Regions from separate parts of the Ovis aries genome. Here region 2 is linked to region 1. The links are chromatin contacts, called in public Hi-C maps. All regions are on one chromosome and are shown on one strand. The core of a region is the stretch at or near the end of the contact, and the rest is flanking DNA. Distances in the headings are between cores, read along the strand shown.

The links. Hi-C and Micro-C count contacts between places; a contact is called where the count stands out from the background.
Region 2: a contact with region 1 is called in a Hi-C map of hypothalamus, with 5 times the contacts expected there. The contact joins two enhancer-like sites. A contact is called at or near these places in 2 of 16 Hi-C or Micro-C datasets (hypothalamus and liver).

Annotation. Positions count from the first base shown.
Region 1 is chr13:27,834,046-27,839,498 of ARS-UI_Ramb_v3.0, reverse strand. The region is part of intron 5 of FRMD4A (FERM domain containing 4A); the gene reads left to right. Among named protein-coding and RNA genes, the nearest start is that of TRNAE-CUC, 170 kb to the left of the region's middle. Within about 2 kb of position 2,683, at least 11 of the 54 cell types and tissues checked have an H3K27ac peak or open chromatin away from gene starts, as enhancers often do. A contact at or near this core is called in hypothalamus, where this site is marked.
Region 2 is chr13:28,552,521-28,557,973 of ARS-UI_Ramb_v3.0, reverse strand. No RefSeq gene overlaps it. Among named protein-coding and RNA genes, the nearest start is that of FAM107B, 84 kb to the left of the region's middle. Within about 2 kb of position 3,388, at least 3 of the 54 cell types and tissues checked have an H3K27ac peak or open chromatin away from gene starts, as enhancers often do. A contact at or near this core is called in hypothalamus, where this site is marked.

The DNA of each region.
Region 1 (5,453 bases), core at 1,434-3,933:
GCCCTCACTTGTCCTGGGTGACCTGACTTGTGCATGCCTCTCCAGCCTCATCTCTCCCCATCCCCTGATGCCTCACACATCCTCTACAAGCCTCCCAGGGATCAGTGTTTGACAAAGATCACATTCAATGACAAGATCATTGTTTAATGCCATGAGGCAAGCTCCCCAAATTGAGAGCAGTGACCCTCTGGTAGGGACCACCAGTCAAACTTAATAAATAGGTCAAGAGGGTTTCCCTGGTGGTCTAGCAGTCAAGAATTCGCCTTGCAGTGCAGGGGACACTGGTTCGTTTGATCCCTGGTCCGGAAAGTCCCAATATACCACAGGGCAGCTAAGCCCATGTGCCTAGAGACTGCTCTGCAACAAGAGAAGCCACCACAATGAGAAGCTGTGCACTGCAACTGGGGAGTAGCCCCTACTTGCCACCGCTGGAGAAAGCCCACACACAGCAACAAAGACCCAGAACAACCAAGCACAATTACGAAAAAAAAGAAATAGTTCAAGAAAAGATAGAAGGAAAAATATGCCTACTCACCCAAAGAAGTCGCTCTGTCCTTTTTCGTTTTTTGTTTTTTTTTTTTTTTTTTTTTGACTACGAGACAGGTGGGATCTCATCTACGGTCAGGGATTGAACCCATGGTGCCTCCGTTGGAAGCACAGAATCTTTACCACTGGACTGCCAGGGAAGTCCCCTTCTTTTTTTCTTTTTTTTTTTTTCTAATGGAGTTGAGTTTGTGCTCAGGATAATTCCTCCATGTCTGGGTGTTCCTTTCATTGTGTATTCTCCAGCCAAGTGTTCTTGGAGCTCTGGTCATCGACCCTGTTTGTAGGAAAATAAGTAGAAATTAGATGTGTCTCTTCAAACCCAGAGTTTCACAAACAATAAACTAAAGTGAGCTACAGAGAAGAAAAAGAAAAGAGAGGAGATGCCAGGAAGCTGTCATCTGGGAGGGGGGACATTATAGCCGAGTTCACGACCTGCCTGTTGGTATCTTTCCGGGCTGATTAAGACAGCAAGTGCTGGTTCCTGTCACTCACAGCAACGACGATGGTGTGGACCTAAAAGGAGGTGTCTGCTAACCAGAACTTGCTAGATCTCAACTGGGTGTCCCAGTTAGGATTCTCAGCGCTGTTGAAATTCTCAACATCAGAGATACTTGGCTGCAGAAACTCACAGCAGTATTAATTATCCTTCTCATTACTATCGCTCCTTTTTGCTACCAAAAGCCAGCTTTCCAAATGTGACATTTGTGTTCATGACGAAATGAAATCATTGGGCCATTTAATTAACACTTGCCGTAAATAGTCAGTGATTCCCAAGTGCCAAGTGGGGATGTGAGAGGGAAGAGGAGGAGCGAGGGGGCCCGTAGGAGCCCCTAGCTGATGTCATCCTGCAGAGTGGTGTTCAGTCTGCCGCCACCTGAGGCTTCTACAGGTTAAGGGGACCAGACTCCCCGAAGGCTCCAGAGCCTTGAGTATTGAATACACTCAGACATGTACTAGCGTAGCACATACATATTCCTACTTCAGACCATCTGATAAAATATCCTCAGACTAGCATCATCTGGGTCAGGTTGTGTGTGGCATCAGTCATGGTACTGAGCCAGGTTTGCCTGTGGCCCAGAGCACTGTTTCCTTTGACTCAAAAAGAAGCCCTGTGATTCAGTCCTACTGGGAATTCCCTGGCAGTCCAGTGGTTAGGACTTGGTGCTTTCACTGCCCGGGGCCTGGGTTCAGTGCCTGGGCAGGGAACTAAGATGTCACAAGCTGCACCGCATGGGAGAATAAAGAAAAAGATTCAGCCCTATTAAATGTGCTGAAGAACCTGTTTTAGGTTTTTTGAAAAAATATTTATTTATTTGGCTGCATTGGGTCTTAGTTGCAGCACGTGGGATCTTTGTTATGGCATGTGGGTTTCTCTGGTTGTGGTTCACTGGCTTAGTTGTCCCAAAGCATGTGGGATCTTAGGTTTCCAACCAGGGGTTAAACCTGCATCCCCTGCATTGGAAGGCAGATTCTTAATCTCCAAACCACCAGGGAAGTTCCCATGAAGAACCTGTTTTAGAGTGTAGGCCTTATTATTATTCAGGTACTTGGGGCCAACAGATAAGGAAATGACTAACATTGAAAAGAGAGGCTGCTAGTTGATTCCCAAGAGGAGAGGTTCCCAGCAGAGTAAAGCACCTGGGGAAGCCCCGGGCTCAGCCAGGAAGCAGAGGGAGTGAGATATCTGTGGGCAAGAGCCGTTACTGTGGTTTCTGCAGGAATAGATCGGGCGCCATAAGCAGGCTTAGGACTGGCTAGTTTGAATAACTTCAGCAGCCTCTGGGGGTATGTGGACTCTCCCAATTTATCCACTTCTTGGCTCTGAGATAATTAAGGTGAATAGCAGCCTGGAGTGTGAAATTCCCGGGGCAGGCGAGGAAAGGGGTTGTAGGCATTGGATTGCCCACAGGGTAAGCAAGACCCCAGATGTCAAGGCATCCAGACCCCTCGGTTAATACAGAATCAGACTTGGAATCATCCACACAGACCCTCTGAATACGAGAGACGTCATCCGTTTCCTTAGGTTTACCCGGAGACCTGGAATGTTTTTTGTGAACCCGCTCTAACACTGACAGTCCGCACTGGTAGGTAAGGAAGTGCAACATCGCCATCTAGAGCCTCAAAGGAGGACCTTTTACAAAGTTCTCAGGAAAAACCAGAGCAGATAAGTGTTAGTCGCTCAGCTGTGCCGGACTCTGCCACCCCGTGGACTGTAGCTTGCCAGGCTTCTCTATCCATGGGATTTCCCAGGCAAGAATACTGGAATGGGTAGCCATTCCCTTCTCCAGGGGATCTTCCCAACCCAGGGATCAAACCCAGGTCTCCTGCATTGCAGGCAGATTCTTTACCATCTGAGCCACCAGGAAAGCCCAAAAGAACAGAACTGGGATCTCCACTTTGAACAGACACTGTCAACCTTCCCCATTTCCCTAGAAGTTCTCTCCGAGCGTGTGCTGGGCCTTGGCGTGGGATTGAGATGTCCAAGGTCTGTTTTCCTCTGGGCACTGTTGACTCACCAGCTCCCTAGCACAGATGGAAAGTCCAGGATGAATTAAATATCCAGGATTACAGAACAATAATAAGACAGCCCTGGAACTCACCGGGTTTCCCAGGCTGTTTCTTGGTGATAAAGGTTAACAGGAAACTGCTTTCCAGTTTCTGTCAAAGAGAAGTGATTTTTTTTTCCCCTCCACCTCAGAATATAGTTATTTCCTCCACCTTCCTGTCTCTTGTGAAGCCAGAGAACAAATGCTACCTCAAAAGGCATAACACTTGCCCTCTCATTTCAGTTTCTCATCATTAGAGAGCTGGAAAGGGAATTGTAATGTTTTGCTTAATATGCTGTTGAAGAAAAAATCGGGAGGAGGTGGGACAGAATGTCTTCACTCCTTAATTGTCAAGTATTAAAATGACTGGGATCGAGACATAAGGCATTGTTTTGAAAATCAAGTTATTTCAGACCCAACAGCTTTAGGTTCATAATTATTACAGAACTAAGGTCACTCACTGGCAAATTCCAGAAGCCTCTGCTGCTCTCCTGGCTCTAGGATTCAAAGTCATCAGCATATCTCTGTGAACAGCTTTGCATGTTCACACTGAGAGAAGGGGTAGAGGGGCAGGGGCCCGTGTGGAGTGTAAGGACCCCTAAACATTATAAATGGTCTGGGAAATCATTTATTTTTTTTTTCCTCCCTCCCACATGTCTTTGTCACTCATTTCACTGTCCAATAAGAACTCCCAACAGTGGTGTATGGAGAGGAGAACAGTTGAAAATCAGACCTTTTCACTCATAGAAACTTACATGTTATATATACAGTGGAATACTATTCAGCCATAAAAAGGACAAAATAATGCTATTTGCAGCAATATGGATGAAACTAGAGATTATCATACTATGTGAAGTAACTCAGAAAAAGGAAGACAAGGGCCATATATATCACTTTTATGTGAAATCTAAGCTGTGACACAAAAGGAGCTCATCTGTGGAACAGAAACAGACTCACAAGACATAGAGGACAGACTTGTGGCTGCCAAGGGGGAGGCAGGAAGGGAGAGGGATAGACTGGGACCTGGGGTTTGGTACCCTGCCAGACTCCTCTGTCCACGGAATCCTCCAAACTCCTCTGTCCACGGAATTCTCCAGGCAAGAATGCTGGAGTAGGGTTTCCCTGGTGGCTCAGTGGTAAAGAATCTGCCTGCCAGTGTAGGAGGCATGGGTTCGACCCCGGATCTGGGAAGATCCCTTATGCTGCAGAGTAACTAAGCCAGTGCACCACAGCTGCTGAGCCTGTGCAGCGCTCAGGAGCCGCAACTGCTGAGCCCATGTGGTGCAGTACCTACTGAAGCTCTCGCACCCCAGAGCCCGTGCTCCAAACAAGAGACGCCAGTGCAATGAGAAGCTTGCGAGCTGCAACTAGAGAGTTGCCCCTGCTCTTGCAACTAGAGAAAAACTCATGCAGCAGCAAAGACCCAGCACAGCCAAAAATTTAAAAAAAAAAAAAAAAAAATATATATATATATATATATATATATATATATATATATATATCTAAAAAAAGGAATGCTGGAGTGGGTAGCCATTCCCTTCTCCAGGGCATCTTCCCAACCCAGGGATCAAACCTGGGTCTCCTGCATTATAGGTAGATTATTCACTGTCTGAGCTACCAGGATACCCCAGATACAAATTGTTACATTTAGCATGGATAAACAGCAAGGTCCTACTATATAGCACAGGGAACTATACTCAAAATCCTGTGATAAGCCATAATGGAAAATAATAAGAATATAAAGAAATAAAATTTTAAAAAATGGTACATGTTGGTGCCAGGTCCTGGATTAGTGCTGGGAATGCAAAAGTGAATGAGATTGGGTCCCAGCACTTAATAAGTCAGCAGCCTAGTGAGAAGGCATCTCAGGGAACAGGGAATCACAGGACCGGGGCCACACAATAAGCAGAGGGTGTCACAGGAGCCCAGGAGAGGAGATCCTCTGTGGGGACCGTCCGCAGAGTCAATGAAAACATGTCATGACTGAGCAAGGCGAGAGAGAGCAGGAGTGAGCTGGGATCTGCAGCAGGATTGTTCTGGGGTGAGAGGAATAGTTTGGACACAGGTATAGAGGCAGAATTGATTTGTAATAGGCCACCTTTGCAGGTCTCTGGGCTTCCCTGGTAGCTCAGCTGGTAAAGAATCCACCTGCAATGCAGGAGACCCCAGGTCGATTCCTGGGCTGGGGACATCCCCTAGAGGAGAACATGGCAACCCACTCCAGTGTTCTTGCCTAGAGAATCCCATGGACAGAGGAGCTTGGCAGGCTACAGTCCATGTGGTCGCAGAGTCAGACACACTGAGCAAGTAAGCACAGTACAGCAAGTCTCCCAGATAATCTGGCTTTGCTGTCCCCAACCC
Region 2 (5,453 bases), core at 2,139-4,638, 720 kb before region 1:
GTATGCTAGCCAGCATGAAGATTGAATCTGAGTATGATAGAGGTCCCCATTCTGGAGCTTATGCTCCTTGGAGGCCCTTCAAGTAAACAAGTGTCCTCAACATGCAAGGAACCTTCCGGGTGTTGACCTTAACAGACGTGGATATATATAGTAAGTATTGTAGGAACCACAAAAAAATCAATGTGTTTTTCTAAGAGAGTATGAGGGAAAGTCAAATCCAGGCGTCACAAGAAAATCCCATGGTCTTGTCTGCGTCACTACAGGAACAAATATAGGCTCACACACGAGTCAAACGCAGTGATCCAAAGCCATGGTCAACTCCTGAGCCTCCTTTCCCCAGCTTGAAACTAACTTTGATTCATTCTCTCCAGCTGACAGCATGAACCAGGAGGTATTTGGGGATGTCTGCCTTCAGTAGAAGGGCTATGTGTGTGTGAGAGAGAGAGAAAGAGAGAGAGAGAGAGATGGGATTCACTTTGGATGTTGGATTGGTGTTTGAGGGAAACATGAGTGAGCAAGAGTAAGGTTAGGAGCCCAGGCTCTTGTTTGAATCTCAGCCCCTCCATTTTCTAGCTTCTCGATCCTGAGTAAATAAAATACCTGGTCTCAGTTTTCTCATCTGAACAGTGGGGATAATGAGCAGATCTGTCACTGAGTCATGTGAGTTTCACAGGAGTCAGCACATGTGAAGCACATAATAAACATTGGTGGCTGTGATGTTCTTTGTGTCTGTGGTCTCTAGCTTGTGTTTATGAACAAGTGCAGGCTTGGTCAGCAGAGACTCCTGTGCCAGATGGCTTCAGGACTGTGTTGCTTACAGAATCAACGCCCAGGGCCAAGGCGATCCCGGTACAAGACTCTGCCTTACGGTGTGATTTAAAGCCATAACATCCACCTGCTCCCGGAGTTACTCTTCTAAAAGCCTATAGTATTCTTTATTATTGTTTTTTATTGGAGTATAATTGCTTTACAATGTTGTGTTAGTTTCTGCTCTACGATGAAGTGAATCAGCTATATGTATACATATATCCCCTCCCTCTTGGACCTCCCTCCCACCCCTCCCACTTCCCACCCATCTAGGTCATCACAGAGCACCGAGCTGAGCTCCCTGTGCTGTACGGCAGCTTCCCACTAGCTATCTGTTTTACACATGGTCGTGTATATATGTCAGTCCTATTCTCTTAGTCCATCCTGCCCTCCCTTCCCTGTCCTCTGTGTCCACCTGTCTATTCTGTACATCTGCATCTCTATTCCTGCCCTGCAAATAGATTTAATTCCTACCACGGTCTAAATCTGTGAAAATTCCAATGTGCTGTCACCCGGGGAGAGAGAATAGTTACCCTCTCGTGTGTGGCACAGACACCCTGATATACCCTCAAGTCCTAGGAACAGGACAGTTCCTTTTGGGCTGGGGAAGAGAGGAGACAGACTAGGCCATGAGCCGAGGGCTTGTGGAAGCTAAGCAGAAACCCCGAGGAGTCAGGAGCAGGAGGGTGGCTGGTATGGATGGTGCAGAGGCAAAGGCATGTGGGGCTTGGGGACTGGTATTTGGAGCATGTTGCTGGTGCACAATAAAGGAAAGTGAAGTGAAGTTGCTCAGTCGTGTCCGACTCTTTGCGACCCCATGAACTGTAGCCTATCAGGCTCCTCCATCCATGGGATTTTCCAGGCAAGAGTGCTGGAGTGGATTGCCATTTCCTTCTCCAGGGGATCTTCCCGACTCAGGAATCGACCCCGGGTCTCCTGCATTGCAGGCACAATAGGTGCTCAATAAATACTTGCCATTGAAAGACGGGGCCTAGAAAGAGGCACCTTGGGCACTGGCAGGTGTGGGCTGTCGTTAGTGTGCCCTCCGCTGGCCTGGCTCAGCAGAAGTCAGGGAGCCAGTAAGGGAGGTCCCTGGAGGTGTTGCCGGCTCATTCTTAAGGCCCAGGGATGCCTCTGTCCCTACTGCCCCTTCTCACCATGGCAGGACCCTAATTCAGATGCTTCTAGAAATCGAGGCTTCCCTGGGGGTCATCTTCAGTGACAAGGCAAGGCAGTCACATGGAACCTCTGTGCACGTCCACTCTGGCGAGAGGAAGGCTGGCGGCCTCAGGCTTCTAAATTTGATCCTTTCTGCTAGGCTGTTTTAATCTGCAGAACTGAGTGGTCATGAGGCGTAAATGAAATAATAAAAATCAAGCCCTGGCTTAGGGCGCAGTCTCTATAGACCCACCAAGGAGGGGGCTGACTGCTGCTATTACTGCCCTCAAAAGTGATGCAACGGACTACCCTGGTGGTCCAGTGGCTGCGACTCTGCTTCCAGTGCAGGGGGCATGGGTTCCATCCCTGGTTGGGGAACTAGGGTTCCCACAGGCTCTGTGGCACAGCTTAGAAAGAAAGAAAAAAACAACAAAAAAATTTTTTTAAAGATGCAAGATGCTGCCCTCTACTGTGCATCAGCAGAACTTTAAGTTTTTAGTTAGAATTGAAATTAATTAATGAATTTAGTATTATTTCCCCTGTTGGCCCTAAGATTTTTTTTTTTCAGGATATCTGTTTTCTGTTCTTGATCTGAGGTGTCTAATGGAAGTCAAGCACGTCCAGCTGACGCGCTAGCCTCCGGCACAGAGAGCAGAGCCTCTCTCTCCTGGTCCCATAGCCCCTTTTCCTGTGGGGTGGTAGGTGAGTCCCTGGGCCTCCGGATGCGCAGTGTTTCTCATCTGTAAACTGATGAAAAGGGCTACCCAACCCTTTTCAGTCTACAGCGAGTCCGAGGAGCACAGTTTCACCCTTTCATTCATTAGTCCGACCAATCCGTGGTGGAGCCTGCTGAGTACCAGCCCTGGATCCCTCGTGAGGAAGGAGGTTGGGGGTGGGGGACTGCCATCCGGGAACCAGGGACCCAGGAGGAAATAGACCGACACGCAAAATGAACAAGCCATAGAACCATTTTTCAAGGGACTCCTTCCTCCATTCTTGGCTTCCAGCCTTTTTCCTTTCCTAATACTAACATTCTTTTCTGAAACACGAATCTGGACATCACTGCCTTGCTCAGAAACCGGCTCCTTGTTCAATATAATAAAGTCCAGTTTCTCTGTTCCGGACGTTTCTCTCTTCCGGCCGCTCCATCAAGCTGCTTCCGGTGTTTTGAACTCATAGCAGGTGGCCTTGGCTGGGCATCAGGCGCACTGCCAAGTAAGTGCTTTATCTGTTCATCTTTGCCACAGCCCAAGAGCTCCTGTCACTACCCTCTGCTTATCGATGGGGAAACCAAGGCAGGGAGGAGCCAAGGAACTGGCCTGAGGCTGCACAGCTTGTAAAGAGCAGGTCCCTGGAGCTCAGACCCAGGTCCCACTTATGGCAGAGCCAGTGTCCTTGGCTTCTGTGCCACACTGCCACCTAGCTTCCGGCTTCTGCACCTCTGCTCACATCGGGTGTGTGGGCCGTCTAGTGAAATCTCATCAATTACTCATGAGGCAGCTCAGAGGTCCTGAGCACCACCAGACTGCCCCTCACATCCATGGCCCTGCTCTGGCCACCCCCAGCCCTGGAAGGGCCCCTGCTTGGGTCAAGCCTTATCACGTGTGGCGGAGTTCATACTCATTTGCCTCCCTGGACATGTGACCAGGATCTCATCCACACCTGTAGCAGCCTGAACGAAACACAGGTTTGCTGAATGGCAGGAAATGAATAGCTCAGGAGAGAGTGCCCTGCATGCTGGAAAACCTCAGAGAATCAGAAGTCAGCAGATGCTTTTAAAATGCCTTTATAAAATGCAAACAGATATAGGAGATGAAATGTTCGCTTGTGCCTGAGCATTTCTTGGTCTTGATTTTAGTATTACAATTCAGGATGGCTTCTGCCATTTTAACCAGGGTTCACTATCTGGGGAAGTGCTTGTGTTACTTACTGAGAAAGAGACTTGAAACTATCCTGACACAGACTTTGCACAAAGGCAACCTTGAGGGAATTCCCTGGTGGTCCACTGGCTGGGACTCTGTGTTGCCAATGCAGGGGACCTGGGTTCAATCCCTGGTCAGGGAACTAGGTCCCACATGCCGCAACTAAGACCCGGTGCAGCAAAATTGTTTGTTTGTTTGTTTTAAAGGCAACCTTGACCCTACTGACAGAGCTCCAAGTAGCTTCATTGAAGTGACTTGGACTGGGAGAAAAGTTTTTTCTTCATCCTTTACCTCACCAGGAAATGGGTAGGACCCTGGTCTCGGATTCATGCACTTGGTTCTGTCTGGGGCTCTGCCCCTCACTGACTGTTCCTTATTAAACTTCTCAGTGGAACAAGGAGTTCCCCGAATGATTTCTGGGATTCCTTCAAATCCTAGGGTTCTTAGATTCAGACCTTGGCTCTGCAGCCTCATTGCTTAGAGTCATTTAATTGATTTTAGAAAGCGGTTTCCTTGGCTATAAATTGGAGCTGGCCTAAATTATCAGAAGTCTGTGGGCATTGTGGAGAAATATGAATGTAAATTGCCCTTGTAATTAAAAATCTAACAAAGAGGGACTTCCTGGTGGTCCAGTGGCTAAGACTTCACACTCCCGATGCCAGGTGGGCCCGAGTTTGATTCCTGGTCAGGGAACTGGCTCCCACATCCTGAAACTAAGGGTTCACACTCCACAACTAAAGATCCCCGCATGCCACAACTGAGACCAGTGCAGAAAAATAAATAGTTATTTTTTTAAAAATCTAATTAATGGAAAGTACTAAAGAGTGCAGTGTGTTGTCAAAAGTAAGTTCCAAAGGATGGCTCCCTATGGCAGCAGCCAATTTTCTCTTTTTAGAGGATTAGTTAGATAGGTGAAATCTGGAGTCTTTTTTTGAGGGGGGGGAGTGCTGTGTGACAAAATGTGATTTATATAGTCTTTGACAATAGAAACTACATCCCTTGTTCTCTAAATAGATTGTCTTCCTCTTTCTCTGGTCTTCACTTTCTCTCATTTCATCATATTTATCTGATCTTCCTGAATAATAGTTCTAGACTCAAAAACGAGTAACCTTAATGCCTTTTGTGACTGCAAATGAAAATTGCTTTATATGAAATAATTTGGAATCAGGGAGAAATTATAACATTAAAAAAACAACATTTTCTTAAATAATGTTATGCGCTTGGCTATTGTAAATAGGGCTGCTATAAACACTGGGGGGGCATGTATCTTTTTGAATGAACCTGGTCATGGGAGCATGAGTGTTTGCTTTATAATTATTTACAACACAGACATTCTGTACATACTCTTCTTAGTATGAAATATTCCACAGTCCCTTTTTTTTCAATGACAACATTTCGGTTAAACCTAACGATTGGTTCTGTAAGAAAAACCTTGGTCCCCTAGGAAGTGGACACCAGCATATCTGGGAAGAAGAAAGAAGCCAGGAGCTTTCACAATATGATGGTCTTGAAGAAAGGTTCTCTAGTTTCACCTCTGAGCAGGCCTCTCTCCCTCTGCCCTGCAGT